Regions from separate parts of the Gossypium arboreum genome. Here region 2 is linked to region 1. A link is a contact called in public Hi-C data. All regions are on one chromosome and are shown on one strand. The core of a region is the stretch at or near the end of the contact, and the rest is flanking DNA. Distances in the headings are between cores, read along the strand shown.

Region 1 (4,798 bases), core at 713-3,212:
TTTGGTTAAATATTACCATATTTAATAAAATAAAGGTAAAAAAATTAAGCCCAAAGTAGTCAAAGATTACATTGTGTTAAATTAAGATTTGATAAAAGATTATATTGAGTTAAATTAAGCTTTGATAAAAGATATTGATATAGCAAATTAAAAGTGTTTTTGAATATAAACTAAATTTGACAAAAAAATTAAAATTGAATTCTAAGAAATAAAATTATTAATACTTACAATAAAATCTTAGAAAATTCTGAAACAATTTTAAAATCAAGTGAAATTATTTTTAACCAAGTCAAAATGATCCTAATTAAGTTACAATCATTTTTAACACATCAAAATGATTTTCTAACAAGTGAGAATTGTTCTAGAAAAAAGGTATCGACACCATTTGGCTCGGTATCGATAATTTTTGAAAATAATCGATACCCTTAGTAAATCGAGGCCAAAAAGACATTCTATCAAAAACCTAAAAATTATCGATATCATGATTTTGGTATCGATATTTTTCAAAAATAAGCGATACCTTATTTAAAAACAATACCAAACTTGTATTCTGTTTCTAAAAATTCCTACAAGATATCGATCCGGTATTGATACCTTCTGAAGAATGTATCTATTTTTTCATTCAACGGTCACTGAATCAGCATTTATGACAAAAATTATCGATACCCTTTTTCATGGTATCGATACTCGAAGTTGCAGGTGAAATAAATGCTATGGTTTTATATCCCCAATGGGCATATTTACTTCCCCAACATCCTCAATGGTTGGAAGTCTATTAGGGGGTATAAATACCATCTTTTAAAGTCCTATTACATCTAAGAAAAAGTACTTCAAGCAAAAATCATTAATCAAATAATGTTAGATTACACTTGTGAGCTTTATCTTCTTTATTTTGCTCAAGTGTATTTCATTGTATTTGTGCTTCAATTTGCAAACAAATTTATCTTGTAAGGATTGTTTCTTTATTTGCTCATTTGTATCTCTTTGAGAGGTTTTGAAACTTAAGATTTGGGATAGAAATCTTAAGGAGTTGTAAGGTTAAACTTTGTCCTCAAAGGTTGAACAAATTAGTGAATTTGAGAAAAATCCTTAATGGTGGAGAACTAGGGTACTGGAGTGGGCAATTGGGGCCGAATTACTCTAAATTCTTTGTGTTCTTTATTTCTTTTTTGCCTTTGCTTTGGCCAAAATTTTTTTAAAAGCTAATTCACCCTCTCTTGGCATTTTCGATTTACTTCATCAAGCTTTCATATTGATTTCCAAATAAGTTACTATTTTATTTTGCAATGTTTATTTAACTTATATCCATTGTAAGTAGAGTAAAATAACTATAATCTTATAAAAATCGAATACTAACAATTTTAACATTAAGATAAATTAAATTAACAATTATATAAAATAATTAAGCTATAAAAATTATTAATAATATTATTTAAGTTATAATAATTTTATATTAATATTGAAACCATGATGATTTTTGTATTGTTTTAATATTAAATGATTTTAAGATTAAAAATATTAATATAATCGATTCTAAATTCATCATATATTTTAAAAATATTTTCATTGCATTACTTTCTCCATTTTTAGGAAATTCATTACTAATGTTAAATAAAAATTAATGTTATAATGTAAATTTTATAAAGTTAATTGTACACAATTTGATCCGCGCATTGTACTAATTAGTTAGAGTTCTAAATTAATTTATTAATATTTTATAAATTAATTTATTATTAACTATTAAAACAAATGTTTAAAACAATAGTTTTCTTGATAAATTTTGTTTTAAATAATCAAAATCAATATTAATGATAAAATGTAATTAAACAAATTAAATTTAGTTGCAAAATTCAATCTTTAAATAATAAATTTATTTATATTCTCAAAGTAGAATAACATTGGAGAAATTTCAATACTCATGGTAAATTTATATTTCAATCCAAGATTACTTTGCTTACTGATCGGAATAAAAAACAGCCAAAGAAAAAATCAACGTGGATAAGTGCGGCCGTGGATTAAAATTTGATACCTTGATTTCAAATAAGGCCTGTTCGACCCTCCGGCGCCAACTCCTAAAATTTTGAGGCGCCAATTTTCGTTTTAGGAGCACTCTTGGCGGGAAAAAAAATTCTTTTTGAGTGTCATCACCGCTGATTCCAGAATAATTAAAAGTAAAATAAAATAAAAGGACTGTCGTTTCTTCTCCGCTTCCTTGTGTTCTCTCTGTATCTGCAAATATAAGTCTTCATTTTATTTTCTAGGATTAGACTTGGATCCTTCTCCTTCTAGGTTTAAATGGCGGATTCAGTACCTGTGATAGGCGTGGATGATGATCCAAAATCCCCCAAAATGGTTGGCAACGATCAACCCAAGGAGATCCAGAAGCGAAAGAGAGCATCCTGGGTTTGGGAAGCCTTGAGCGATGAACAGAGAGAGGCACAGATCAAGCGATTGAAGCAAGAAATGGATGGACTTTTTGGGTATTATAAAGAAGTGCTGGAGCAGAAGTCGGGTTTGGGAATGGAGTTACTCGAGTCGGGTTGTTCATTGAATTCATTGGTTGCAGTTCTGATGGAGGAGAGCGACTTGCCCCTGTTGAGATTGATAGAGACAATTCATGAACAGGTCAAGGACAGAATGGGAAATGTAAGTATGGCCGCGGTGAAAAGCGCGGTGCTGTTTGTTGGGCAGAGAGTGAAATATGGATTGGGTAACGAAGATGCTGATGTTTTGGAGGATGATTCTCAATATTCTCTCTGGTGTTGGGAGGTGATTCATTTTCTTTCGTTTTGGCTTTTTTTTTTAGTTTATTTGTTTTATGCGTTTCCATTCTCTTGTTCAGTTACAAACTTGTTTACATTCTCATGTCATAGACCAGAGATTTAAAGTTGATGCCCAAATCTGCGCGTGCCGAATTAAGAACTCGTCGTACTTGTAGGAATAAGATTAGTGAGAGGATTACTGCTGTTTCTGGTATGGAGAATTTTTGCTTATCGCTTGGTTGAATCTTTTCTGATGCACTCAATATGCTATTAAATTCCCTTGGTTCTCTTCATTCCTGATTGATTAATGATTAGTTTATGCTTCAAGTAGGTTATTTATTATATTTATGGCTCATTTCAGCAATGATAACCCTGTTAGAAAAGTGGGAGGATAATCAAAAGTACAAGCATGGTTTCGTGAAAGCATCAGAAAAGCTTTTCAAAGTATTAAATGAGGCAGACATTCGCTTCTTAATGCGTAACATGTCACAGCAGAGTGGTGCTGAGATGTATGTATCAATGACAGTTCAACAAGTTTTGTTATTTAAATATCTTTCTTTGCAGTAAAAGTTTTATCTGTTGCCGCAGGGATGCGAAAGAAGCAAAGCGAGAAGAAAAATTGTTAATAAAGCAATTAGAGAGAAACAAAAGAGAAATGGAACAGGAGAAAAAGAAACTGAACCGTGAGCTCCAAAAGGAAAAGTTGCAAAATGTTTGTCCAAATTTCCCAAGTTTTTCATGAATTAGCAATGTCTATGTAACTTCGCTGTTGACAGTGGATGGTCGTATTTCAGGAAAAGGAGAAAAAGCGATTGCTGGAGGAAGCGGAAAAATTTCATAGGCGTCGTGAACGAGAAGAGGCTGAGATGAGGAAGCAGCTCCGGAAACAGCAAGAGGAGGCCGAGAGAGATCATTTGCGGCGTGAGAAAGAAGAGGCAGAATTGAAGAAGAAACTTTCGATTCAAAAGCAAGCTTCAGTAATGGAGCGCTTCCTCAAAAAATGTAAAACATCACCAACCCAGATGGAGGAATTAACTAAGCGATTCACACTTTGTGCATCCACCCAAAAGATTGAAAAACTGCCCGAACCAATTACTCTCTCCATGGACAATGCTCTTTCATCCAATGAAGAAATCAATGCTGATTATCTTCGCAAGTGGGTTTCTCTGTTTTCTTTTTATGTTCTATAATTTTATTGGATCAGGATGTATGAGTATGACTATGTATCCTATATTTTATTATGTTCATTTTTTTTAAGTTCTTTTCTGTATTTTTTAATATCAATATATGTCAGATACACATGCCAATTGGTACGGATCTTAGAGAGAATATAGCTTTTAAGTCCTGGTTTTATTTTGTTTCTAAGTTAAATGCTGGAATTGCTCTTTTCAGGTTACACTTATCTTCTTGGCGTCACTTAGGTCACTCTCTCCGTTCAAATCAAAAACAGTGTTGGGGCATGCGGAAGAAACCTAAGACTGATTTGTTCAAGGAGCTTAAGTTAACTGCTAATAAAAGGTTATCCCAAGATGAACTGAGTGTTGAAAGGCTAGTGGATGTATGGGGAGAACAGAATTCTGATGTTAACAAGTCTTGTGTAAGGAAGCAGTTGTTGCAGTTTGATGCGAGCTACAAACCTGCATTTTATGGTATTTGGCCTAAGAAAAGGTAGTCTCCTTTTTCTTGCATTTGCACCTTTTTTCTTTAAGTTAAGCTGAACTCAAGTCTAAAAGTTCAGTTTATAGTTGAAAGGTGCATTGTTAAATAGATGGAAATGAATTAGCAAATGTGTTGATATTGAATTCCACTTCCTGAACTATATATTCTTTAGTTATCCTTGAAATTACTAAATAGCTTCCCTTAACTGATAAATGTATTGGTTAATTGATTTATTGCCATTTAATCTTTCTGCACTTTGTGTTAGATTTTTTGATCTGTGTGAACCTACATGTAGGGGTCTAGTAACTGGCGTCTTCATTCAATGCTCTTAAATAAGCTGAGCTAGAACTTGTTTATGTTCATTTTTGAAGCTTCAT
Region 2 (4,798 bases), core at 1,600-4,099, 250 kb after region 1:
TTTCAATCAGTTTACTCATTTTTTACTTGATGAAGGACATGTTTAGGTTCATCTACTAATATAAGTCATCTTTTGTATTATGAATTGACCACGTATACCACTTAGTATTAGTTAAACATTAGATAACTAGTGAGCCAAAGGTTGCTTTCATTTTGATTTGTGTGCAAAAACCATTGAAAACAAAATAGAAGGGTATAAGTGTAATTTTTGGATTTTTTTAAACCAATTTGCTTTAGAAATACAAGTGTACATAGACGAATATACTACACTTAGAGCATTAAACACAACACCTATATGTTGTTGACTTGTATTAACCGTAAGTCCTTGGTCAAGGCAATTAGTCAGGGTTAATACAAGGAGTTGCGAGACTAATATGGATAAGTAAAGGTAGATACCACGCAATAACTTTTAACATATTCAAGATGTATAATGGAAAGATCGAATTATAGATGCATATTGAAAACTGAAAGGGTTTGTTAAAAGTATACATTGACTCTTCCAATAATTTGGAGTCATGATGAGCTGCTAGATCTCGCTAATAATAAACAAATACAATTATTTCTTGATTGAAATAAATTATATTTGATGCCAACATAATTGGAAGCATATAATGGGTCACACATGCTAATGCAATTCGAAAATTAAAACAAGAAAAAGGATTAAATTGAACATTTCAACAAAGTCTAAGGGTTAAAGTGTAATTAATCAAAAGTTAATTAAAACCCTAGTCTATATATTCTAACTTAGCCACAAATTTCTAGTAGTTGCTATTTTTTTTTTGTACAAACAAAAATAAAAATAGAACAAAAAATATTCTTTAAATTTTTGCTTCTAATTTTCTTTTCGGTATTGAGATTGAGACAGAAAAGGATGTGAATCCGAGTGATTAAATAACTAGCAGATCTCGACCTTAAAGATTTTCTAAAACCTAGAATGAATTACCAATAGAGGCTTGGATACACAACAAAGCTTGGTTTTGTACGAAAGCGGAGAAAGAATTAAACGAGAATGACAACGAACCTTTTTCAAGGTATAAATTCTTTTATTTTATTTCATGTATGATGACATGATAAAATCGTTATAATTAATTCTTGGTGGAATCCAATTCATTTTATGTTTTCATTTTCTACTACATTTATTTTTATAGTTGTTTCGATTTTATTTTTCAGGTATAATCGAATTCCAAAAATTTCATCATAGCCCCATTTGACACATTTTTATTCGTCTTACATCTAATTTATTTCTATAATTTAAATCATTTCATCCTTGGAAAGCTTTTTGGGCTAAATCGAGATCTGACCCTAGAACTATAATCCAAGAGTCCCAAATTATTTAAAACATATATAATTTCGCAAAGTTGTCATCACTTCTCTCAAGCATGCAAAAAACTCAAATGGTTACTTGAATAACCTTAATAAAACCTCATTCTCTACTAAACCCACTACCTTGCCAACATGCTTCTTCTATGAATCAAGCTTAAAAACAAATTTATATTCGTAATTCAAGCTTTCAATCTCCTAGTTTTCTAAGCTTCCAGCAATATGAATTAAGCAAAAACTTTAATAATTTCATGTATATTGAGTGGGCCTTACTTAACTATTGACTAAAGCTAATATTCTACCAAAAATTCAAAGACATTCACACTAAATTGCTATGGAGAGCTCACGGCACAAGGGGATGAGAGCATGGAACTTCTTTTCATTGTAAAAGAAATGATAAAGATGGTTTTCTTCTTTCATGAAATCTTCTTTTAATATAACTAAATTTAACTTAATTAATAATTATCTAATGATTGAGATTATCTTAAGAAATGTTAATGGAATTGAATGGATGAGATCATAAGCATTCACTAACCATGTTTTAACAATGGACTAATATCAGTTAAGGACTCGTTAAAATACACACCTAATTTTTCAAGTTCTATCCTCTTTGCAGTTTAACCCTCTTTTTATACTGATTATTAATTTATCTAGACATTTGCTTAATAATTCTAATTTTCAAATTCCGTATTCATCACATAAACTTCAGTAATTATCAATTTATACTGAGTCATAAATATCTACCATCATATGTTGAGAATTTAACCAAAATTATAAAGAATTAATCTTCTCGCCTTGATAATTAGTAGACGGCCATGGAAAGTAAACCAAAGGAATTTTCATTTCTTTCGTTCTTTGTACGGTTCAGAAAGGATGTCGATGAACGATGATATTTCCTTCTCTCTCCCATTATCATATATATATATATATAATATTAATCTAATGGCTATTACTGTGTTAAAGAATGGTTAATGGACATGAATGGAAACGATCAACACAAGCCACTAACCTTAAGGATGGTTTATTAGTATTTAGGTCTTTGGTTTAATCTCCCTAAAATATTCTCTAATTTAGCCACCTTGTAATTTAGTCTTGTACTATATTTTAACAACTTATCTAATTAATTTCTTAAAAATTCTAATTTTTAAGTTCAGATACGACTTGTAATTACTCTATTAAAATTTTTTACTAACTCAATTCAAGTAATTCAACCTTAAAATTAAACTTTTCGATATCAACGAAAATTGAATTATTACATATGAACTGAGTAAAGCCAACGTTGATTGGTTAAAATGTAACAAATATGACAGCTTTGTAAATGGGATTATCAATTATATTCCTACCTTAATAGCTTTATCATATTTGAAATCTTTGAACTTTGATAAAGTCTTAATTGAATGAGATTTGCATGGAGGTCACGTGGTTTTACTTACTACATACATTTATGAGTTTGACACATTGATTTACGATTGCTTATTGTTGAAATATTTTTTCCAGCATTTGTCATTCCTTTAAATCCGTCGAGCTTTGTATATAGGTAATCTTAATTTTAAGCAAATTGTTACATTTGGAATGTTGTTCCTTTAGATCTTTCTGCTATTTTAGATTTTGATGCTTCTTCAAGCAATACCAATAAATTTGAAGTTCTAAGAAACGAGTATATTAGATAATCCTGCTGGCTCCAGTTTTAGTATTCCTTCTATTCATTGGTATTTGATTTAAGTGTCAACAACTTTCTTATCTTTGAGAAATGGAATTTTGTTTTAAAAAAGAACGAGTTTGATATAATTGAGGTGCCAAATATGAGCCCATTACTAAGCAAGGCCTATGAGGTTCACGTGTGTTTCCGGGCTCTAGGTTTTAACAGAACTGACGCCATTGGCAGCGGTTGGAGGTTTGGGGTCGGGGGATTGGAGTTGTTGAAAAAGCTAGTGAAGGTGTGCGTTTGAAAGAGACGAATCCAATTCCTGCGAAATAAAAAGATATGATCAAGCTTTTAAGTTCAATTAAACATGTAGCCAAATCCAGTCCATTTATCCTGTTGAAAAATCGTAATGGTAATTCATGTTCCTACTCTTGTTTATTTATCTCACCATCTGCCATCGATTCCCCATCAGTTCATCACCTTAATCTAAGCGCCAAGGACGTGGTCGCCTCTTTGAAAGACTGGTTCAAGGCCCCAAACACATCTCTTCTTGACCGCATCTTCAGCATCCTAATCTCCCAAGACCAAGCCGCCCGGGACGATGAATCTTCGAGGCATGCCGCTGACCTTGCTCTCTCCCACCTTAATCTCCCTCTCTCCGAGACCTTTGTCCTCCAGGTCCTCTCCTACGGCCGCTCCTCCTCCAAAGACGTTCTCTCATGCCTCAAGTTCTTCGACTGGGCGGGCCGCCAGCCGGGATTCCACCACACCCGAGCCACCTTCCATGCCATCTTCAAGATTCTCTCGAAAGCGAAGCTAGTGCCCTTGATGCTTGAGTTCTTGCAGGATTTTATGAAGCATAGGTGCAGTTACAGGGTCAGATTCCACGACACATTAGTTTTGGGTTATGCCCTTGCAGGGAAACCGGCGATGGCACTCCAGATGTTCGGTAGAATGCGATTCCAGGGTCTTGACTTGGATACCTTTGCCTACCACGTGCTTTTGAATGCTCTTGTAGACGAGAGTTGCTTTGACGCCGTTGACATGATAGCTAAGCAGATTTCATTGAGGGGTTTTGACAACGGCATCACCCACTGCATCCTGGTCAAGTGCTGGTGCAAGCAGAGCAAGTTGGAGGAGGCGGAGGCCTATTTGCGCGGTTTGGCGGAGAGCAGGAAGCCCGTTGATGGGCATGCCGTGAGTATTATTGTGAGTGCGCTTTGCAAGGGCAACAGGTTCCAACATGCCGCCACCTTGTTGGAGGAGTTTACGGAGCTTAATGTGCCTATGGAACAAGCTTATGGGATCTGGCTTCAGAATGTTGTGCAACGTGGGAAGTTAAACTGGTACTTGAACTTTATCAATAGGAAGAAATTATTCAGTAGGAATGTTCCGCGCCTATTTCAGTACAATGTCTTGGTATTGAGACTGTTAAGAGAGTACCGGCTGAATGATGTTTTTGATTTGTTAATTGAAATGGAGAATGATGGAATTTCCCCTGATAAGGTCACCATGAATGCTGTTTTGTGTTTCTTTTGCAAGGCTGGGATGGTGGATGTTGCCATTGAGTTGTATAACTCCAGGTCAGAGTTTGGACTCTCTCTTAATAGAATGACGTATAGTGATTTTATCAGTAACTTATGTTGGAATGGAGTTATTGATGAAGCTTATTGTGTGTTAAGAAATTCAGTTCGTGAAGGTTACTTCCCTAGTAAAAAGACCTTCAGTATTCTTGCCGGTGCTTTGTGCAGAGAGGAAAAATTTGACAGAATAAAGGAGGTGGTAGTTTCGTCCCTAGAGCAGAAATTTAGGCCCTGCTATGATGTCTGTGACT

Evidence for each region. Hi-C and Micro-C count contacts between places; a contact is called where the count stands out from the background.
Region 2: a Hi-C map of leaf shows a contact between it and region 1, with 2.9 times the contacts expected there. The contact joins the promoter of LOC108486502 here to the promoter of LOC108462077 in region 1. A contact is called at or near these places in 2 of 5 Hi-C or Micro-C datasets (both in leaf).

The regions. Positions count from the first base shown.
Region 1 is chr2:34,116,452-34,121,249 of ASM2569848v2, forward strand. LOC108462077 (chromatin assembly factor 1 subunit FAS1-like) reads left to right here and starts at 1,963. Exons shown (of 12, transcript XM_017762079.2): 1 at 1,963-2,769; 2 at 2,874-2,973; 3 at 3,124-3,271; 4 at 3,351-3,474; 5 at 3,557-3,918; 6 at 4,155-4,430. The coding sequence starts at 2,296.
Region 2 is chr2:34,369,232-34,374,029 of ASM2569848v2, forward strand. It overlaps LOC108486502 (pentatricopeptide repeat-containing protein At1g71210, mitochondrial-like), which reads left to right and starts at 2,850. Exons shown (of 2, transcript XM_017790589.2): 1 at 2,850-4,798. The coding sequence starts at 3,304.